Regions from separate parts of the Mus musculus genome. Here region 1 is linked to region 2. The links are chromatin contacts, called in public HiChIP or PLAC-seq maps. All regions are on one chromosome and are shown on one strand. Each heading gives the region's core, a stretch centred on a gene start, on an enhancer-like site or on the middle of the called end of the contact. The rest is flanking DNA. Distances are from core to core; before and after follow the strand shown. Region 1 overlaps Wwtr1 (WW domain containing transcription regulator 1). Region 2 overlaps Wwtr1 (WW domain containing transcription regulator 1).

Region 1 (3,584 bases), core at 322-2,821, 85 kb after region 2:
TCAAATGTGATGTCAAGCCAACTGGAGACATCCATGTTGCATAGCCCTTGAGGCCACGTGAGCTTGTCATCTATGAGATTTACAAAGGTTTCACGCCCAGGTCAGGTTCTCCTTGCTTTTTCATATCCCCTGAGCCATGTTTGTGGTAAAGGCCTACGGTTAAGACAGTTTGGAGAAGCTTTTTATGAGCTGCACCCTCCGCAGCAAAGAAAACCAAATGAGCAAATTCTAAGACACTGCCACTGGAGTCAACGTTGGCCACTGGTACGCTTCAGTACCTCAGGCGACAAGCCCATTCTTGCCAGTGTCTTCCCCAGCTGGCAGAATGTGTATAACCCTCACAAGAGCAGAGACAATGTGAATTTTCAGAGGCTGGGGGGAAAAATGGTTATTTAGAAGGAGTGTATCTATTTCAAACAGTACCAAGAAAAATTCCAATGAGATGACACAGTCTTGCAGTTATCTCTGCCAAATAGTTCAAAGAACAGCTCAAGGAAAAGAAAAGGTGTTTCCCAACTCCTACACCATTATCAAGTCTGAAGGCAGCAAAGGCCTCGGCCTCCCAGTTTCTCTTTTCTTTTTGTTTTGTTCTGTTTTGAGATAAGAGTCTTTCTCACTAGGCAGCCCAAACCTGCCTCAAACTATGAATTCTCCTGCCTCAGACTTCTGAGGGCTAGGATCACAGGTATGTACCACCGTACTTAGCCTTATTTAATGAATGTTAGTGTTTATTTTTCAAAAAAAAAAAAAAAAAAAAAAAAAGGTTTCATATCTTTCCCAAACTAAAATAAGTGCCTTTGATCTTAGGGGGGGCGGGGCTCCTCCGGGTCACAAACACAAGCCCATGCACCCATGTCTCCTGCCTACTCCCTGAGGCTACTAAAGCCTTGCAAGAAAAGATGCTGAAGATCACTGTTTGCTGGGCTGCAGAACCTGCCCACCTTAACCCCCAAAGAAATTTCCAGCTTCACAGGCAAAGTACTCACCTAGCCTGTGGCAGGGTTCACACACGCACACACACACACACACACACACACACACACACACGGTTTTTTTTTTATTTTTTATTTTAAATCCCATTTCATTATTTTGCTATTTTTACAATAACTTAAAGGATGATATTTGAGGAAAGGCTACTTATAAAAGGAGTAGTCTCCTCAAAATAACATATAAAATTGGCCTGAAGTTTTGTTTCTTCCTCTAGCTCTGAAAATGAGCATCAGTAATATAAGAAAATAAAACTACTTAGGTAATAGCATCAGATAAAAAATTCTAAAATTTTCCACTCCCTTTTGTATTATGCATTCATCTGAGGACAGAAATAACAGGATGGTAAGAATTTCCCCCTTGCTCTCTCTGCAGTCCTGCTAGGCTCTATGTAAACCAGGGCCCAGGACTGCCACTCCAGGTGATGCCCTGGTCACATGCCTGAGCCCTGCTCACATGCCTGAGCCCTGCTGGGCAGGTGAACAGGAGTTTACATGTAAATCAGGAAACCTCTGAAGCAGAGCAAGCGAGGGGAAGCTGACTCATGGTGCCTAAGCCTGAGGTAACAAGAATGGTTAATGACTCCATGACTAAGCCTTCCTTTTGCAGGGCCGAGATAGAGACCAAGAGGCCCAGAAGCCTCCCTGTAAGAGATGTCCATTCTCACTTCGTGTCTAAATTCTGTTTAACTACAAAGGGTCACAATCTAGTGGTAGGAAGGACAGAGTTAATGATAGTCTTCTATCAGCATCTCCTACACAAAATATGGTTAGTCGGAAAGTGACCATCTCACAGCGCATGCATGAGCATAGATCAACGGACTGCAAAGGAGCTGAAGCCGGGCCTGGCCCACTAGCCTGGCGCAAGGGACTCTAGACTTACAGACCCAACTGAGCTTTTCATTCACCTCCCACAAAGAGTGTGGAGGTAGAAACTGTTTGGATTTATTTCTTTATTTTTAGAAAAAAAAATATTTTCGCTTCTCTCTAAAGACCAGTGACTGTAAATATAAAATTATATGTATCCAAAAACGTTAATTTTATTTTGTTTGTTTTCCGAGACAGGGTTTCTCTGTATAGCCCTGGATGTCCTGGAACTCACTCTGTAGACCAGGCTGGCCTCGAACTCAGAAATCCGCCTGCCTCTGCCTCCTGAGTGCTGGGATTAAAGGCGTGCGCCACCACTGCCTGGCGAAAACCTTACTTTAAAATACTTTTTTTACAATGGTTGATCTGCATGTGCAGGAAATTTTACCTAAAATCTGAAGCTACATCCTCAAGGGTTCTTTATAATTTCCACAATAACGACTAACTTCTTCAGCCAGAGGAATTGTTATGAGCAACAACCTACAAATAGAGTTAGGGCCAAACTAACATTTCATTTCTCATCCAACTAATGGGGGGGGGGCGCTAATATTTCAGGCTTCGTGTACAAACCCCAAATATACAGCCAGGGTGGTGCTCCATGCCGTCAAGCCCAGCCCTCAGGAGGCACGTGCAGGCAGACAGATTTGTGACTTGGAGGCCAGCCCTATTTACATAGAAAGTTCCAGGCCACGAATTTAATGGGGGCGCGTGTGCGGGAGGAGGATTTGAAGGGATGAAGGGAGAAGGAAATGATACAATTGTAGCATAATCTCAAGAAATATACAAGTAGATTTTAGAAATTTAGCTCAGGGAGACAACCTTTAAGTAAATCCCTTGAAAGAAGTAGCCCATCTTGTTCTGAATAAGACATGCACCCTCTCTATCTTTTCCAAACAATGGCAGGTACCTCAGGCATGAGAGCCATTCTCAAAGGACCTGATGAAGCAGGGGCCAGAGCATAAAACTAGAGGAAGGTGAATTGGGGCTACGAGGGGGTTGGGCAGGTGACTGTATGGTTAAGAGCATTAGCTGCTGTTCTTGCAGAGGACCCTGGTTAGGTTCCCAACACCTACATGGTTGCTCACAATTCCCTATAACTACAGTTTCCGCAGATATGGCATCCTCCTGTGGACTTCACAGACACCTTCTTCACTCATGCAATCTATATAAACTCACATAGCACACGCACACACATACTTGCCCACTGCAGTTGATGAGAGGGAAGGCTTGAAGGTACTATTCTAAAAACGGACAACTTGAGCACTTATTTTATAACTTTTACATATTTACTTGCGTACTTACTTGCTTTTACAGTGATAATAAGGTCCCTCTGCACTGCTGAGCTCCAACCCCTTTCTAGCATAGTTCTGAGTCTAAGGAAACAGTCAGAAGAGACTCCACAAACAAGGAAATGAGAGCTTGCTGGTTACCTAATCTCATTCAGTGGCACAGCCATGATTCAAACCAGAATGTTTAACTACAAAACTCATGAGCACTGCCTGACTGGTCTCTGCTGATGACGCTGGCCAAGTATCCGACCTGTCTATCCACACTATGCCCACACCACCATTAGGTCCAGATTCCTGCATTTGAAGCAGCGAATGGAAACTGTAACTGGCAGCCATAGAAACCACTGAAGAGAAGGAAGAGGCCACTTTTCTCTCAAAAAAACAGAAGAAACTACCAAAGGAAGCAACCTGAGTACTCGCCAACAGACCAGCAGACGAACGC
Region 2 (3,227 bases), core at 32-2,531:
ATGTATGGGTTGGGGGGGTTGTTTGTTTGCCTGCAGGTATGTTTGTTCACCAAATGTGTGCAGTGCCTAAGCTATTCAAAAAAGAAGATGGGGGACCCCCTTGGAACTAGCATAAGAGCTGGTTTTAAACTACCATGTGAGTACTGAGGTCTGAACTCTGGGTCTTTGGACAAGCAGTCAGTGCTCTTAAACATCTCTGCAGCCCCTTGGACTAAATCCTTGACAGTTCATTTAAGATGCTTTATGAAGCATCTTGTTGGACATAGATCAAAGAACACAGTGAGACAAACAATAGAAGGTGTCATGGACGGCACAGAAAGATTTGCGAGGCAAAGAGACTTGACTAGACTTTGCAAAAAAAACATGTGAAGCCTGAACACAGGACTCCATTAACTTAGTTTACTGATGAGGAAACAGGGCCAGAGAGAGTTAAGTGGTTTTCCCAGAGCCCTGTAGCTAACAGCAGGTGGAGCCAGTGTCTAAATCCAGGCAGTTTGACCTCTGAGGCTATTCCGGTAATTTCCACAGACAGTACCAGGGAGAAGGCAGTGAGGACTGAAGTTGGCAGGCCTCAAATTCAAACCCTTTCACCTACTACTGGAGATGAAACTTGGGCAAGTTACTTCATTTCTCTGATCCTGTTTTCCCAGCTATAAAATGGAAATACCAACCCCATGACCTCATTCAGCTTGTTTAGAAGAGAACTTAACGAACCAGCCTATTCAACAGCACTGAGCACAGTTTTTCCTCCCCGAGCCGGGAGGAAGATGGGATTGGAAATGTTTTATGATCCTTTTCGATGTATATGGGTGGAGCTAGTATCCCGGGAATTCACACCACATTTAGCAAAGTTTTAAGGTTCGGTTTTAAAGGCCAGTCTCAGAAAGTTCTGAAAAGCTGCAGCCCTCCCTCCTCCTGCCCCCAACATTTCTTCACATACAAGCTGGGAATGGAAACCCTTTGTAAAACAGAGTCTTTGGAGTGAGTTACTGGTAATCTGTTAGCTCCCTTAAACAACAAAACCAAACGTCATTTATGGATTCAAAAGGCACCCTCCTAGGGCTGAGAAGCTGTGCGGTGGACGCAGAGGATAATGAAAGGCAGAGACAATTTGTGAGTTAAGAAGTTCTGGAAGCTTCCTCCCCTCTAGTTCCCCCACTGGCCTGCAGCTCTGTGGAATAAATCAACAGAAGAAGCTAGAAAGTAAAAGGCAATGGAGAGCGGGGCCTGGCTCCGAGTGAGTGTTTTTGGCTCGCAGGGCACCTCCCACCAGCCAGCTCCTGCCTCGGCTGGAATGTACTTCAAAGGGAGCTAACTGAATGATAATAACCTCTTCTGAGGGTGCTCAGCTTGATTTAAGTGTGTAGCCGGGATTCTACAAAAATGGAAGACCGAATTGTTTTAATTATGAAGGGTGGGGCGAGTAGAAACAAATGAAATGAAAGCGGTATTTTAAAATCCCACCGTTAAAGCGGCTATTTCAGTGCAGAGGTGCAGCTCACTCTTTCTTTCTCAAAGCCACGGAGACTGCAGAGGCAGACTGCCTGGGAAGAGGGGGGGTGGGGGGGGATCTGGTGTCAATCTCTTTTGTTGAAAGCCTGTACCAATCGATTCTAGAAATTCACTGCCACATTTCCTGGAGTGTCTCTTTGAAACACCTCGCACACACTCAGCTGCCAGACTGGCTCTAGAAAAGTGCAGATTCGAAACTCTGATACTTTGGAGGAAACATTTGTTGAGTCTGTAATTATTATCCAAAGCCTGTTATCGCCTAAGAATCACTTGAAGGAAGGAAAAATGTAGATATACTTCTGACTTAAACAAAAATGTAAAGTAGATTTTTTGAAATGGAATACTTCCTCATGCCTCTGTGATCTCATTTTCCTTAGTACAAAATAAGCCTCCAGTTTAAAACAATGACCAATTTGTTTTCGAAAGGACTTTTTATTATGAACATATTTATTTAAAGGGACAAGTACGTATCACGGAAGAGGTTGGTTTGGAGTGATGGAGCCGGGGAGTCTTTTCTAAAAAGATTTGAACTGGCACCCTTTTTCTTTTCTTCCCATTTCCACCCTTACCCGGACCAAAGACTCATCATGTAGCTCTGGTTAGCCAGAATTTGCTATGTAGACCAGGCTGACCTGTAGCAGGCAGTGGTCCTTTGCTTCCAGAGCGCTAACCTACGAGATAGACATACACTACCTTCCTTTGTGGGGGAACACAATAGACGCCCTCAACTCCTAGACAAATTCACCACTTTCCATCCCAACATGTGTGATAAGAACATGTGTTGAGTAAATATATGAATGGATGAACTTAAAACAGCCATCTTACTACAGATGACTTAGGGATATATGGTGAACGTAGGACAACAGGACCAGTCAAATGCCTTAGTCAACCCTGAAACCTAACTCTACAGTGTGCTTTCCTAATAACTATACCTCATGTTCCAAGGGCTATGTAGCAGCCACTGATTGCCCTATACGCTTTGCTAGGTATGTTTTTAAGTTCTGAAAAATCTCTTAAAAACTCAAGACAGAAAACAGCCCTTTAAATCTTCCCTGAGAGGAGCACGGCTCTCCTTGGCAGCATGGATCTGAAATGGCTGTGTGAGGCTGGGCAGCTGACCCTACCCCCACCCCCAGAGTGGCTGTCAAGCTTGACAGAAATCTGTAAAACCTGCTGAAAGAATCCTGTGCCTGCCTCCCTCCATCTGTGTCCCTGTTGCCCTGGAAACGAAAGGCCAACCTTAGTCAGCAGTTTTGTTTACAAGCTTTGCTCTCCTGCCCCCATCCCCACCCCCAAGTGCCAATTAAAGAGAGGACAGAGGGGAAACAGTATGGAATTGCCTTGAAAATAGTTAACAGCGCAGGCCCTCAAAAGCTCGATGCTGTTGCTTCAAAAACATAATGCTAAATTTAGAAACTAAACTTAAGGAAGTATGCCAAGTTGAGAGACAGACAGACAGAAATTCTGAATGATGAAATATGGGGATGAGACCTAAGGCCTCATGCATGCCAGGCAAATCATCTACATGTGCTACATCCTTATAAGAACTCCACAACATGTATGAATATATTCATGCATATATGTGTTTGGTATACATGCATCCCACCTATGCATGTATAGACACCATACCACACGCATGGAAATCAGAGGATAACTTGTGGTAGTTGCCCTCTTTCTGCCTTATGATTTTCAGGGGTCAAAGTCAAGTGCCATGC

What was found. HiChIP or PLAC-seq counts read pairs in DNA pulled down with a chosen protein or histone mark.
Region 1: an H3K27ac HiChIP or PLAC-seq map of embryonic stem cells shows a contact between it and region 2, with 6 read pairs. The contact joins two enhancer-like sites. A contact is called at or near these places in 1 of 15 datasets of contacts at CTCF or cohesin (the NIH/3T3 cell line), 20 of 484 Hi-C or Micro-C datasets (Sertoli cells, adipose-derived mesenchymal stem cells, brown adipocytes and 13 more) and 8 of 115 datasets of contacts at active chromatin or transcription factors (craniofacial prominence, embryonic fibroblasts, embryonic forebrain and 3 more).

What each region holds. Positions count from the first base shown.
Region 1 is chr3:57,554,275-57,557,858 of GRCm38.p6, forward strand. The region is part of intron 2 of Wwtr1 (WW domain containing transcription regulator 1); the gene reads right to left. Among named protein-coding and RNA genes, the nearest start is that of Wwtr1, 20 kb to the right of the region's middle. Within about 2 kb of position 1,572, at least 82 of the 459 cell types and tissues checked have an H3K27ac peak or open chromatin away from gene starts, as enhancers often do. A contact at or near this core is called in embryonic fibroblasts, embryonic stem cells, muscle stem cells and 3 more, where this site is marked.
Region 2 is chr3:57,469,925-57,473,151 of GRCm38.p6, forward strand. All of the region lies in intron 4 of Wwtr1 (WW domain containing transcription regulator 1), which reads right to left. Among named protein-coding and RNA genes, the nearest start is that of Tm4sf4, 46 kb to the left of the region's middle. Within about 2 kb of position 1,282, at least 150 of the 459 cell types and tissues checked have an H3K27ac peak or open chromatin away from gene starts, as enhancers often do. A contact at or near this core is called in embryonic fibroblasts, embryonic stem cells, muscle stem cells and 3 more, where this site is marked.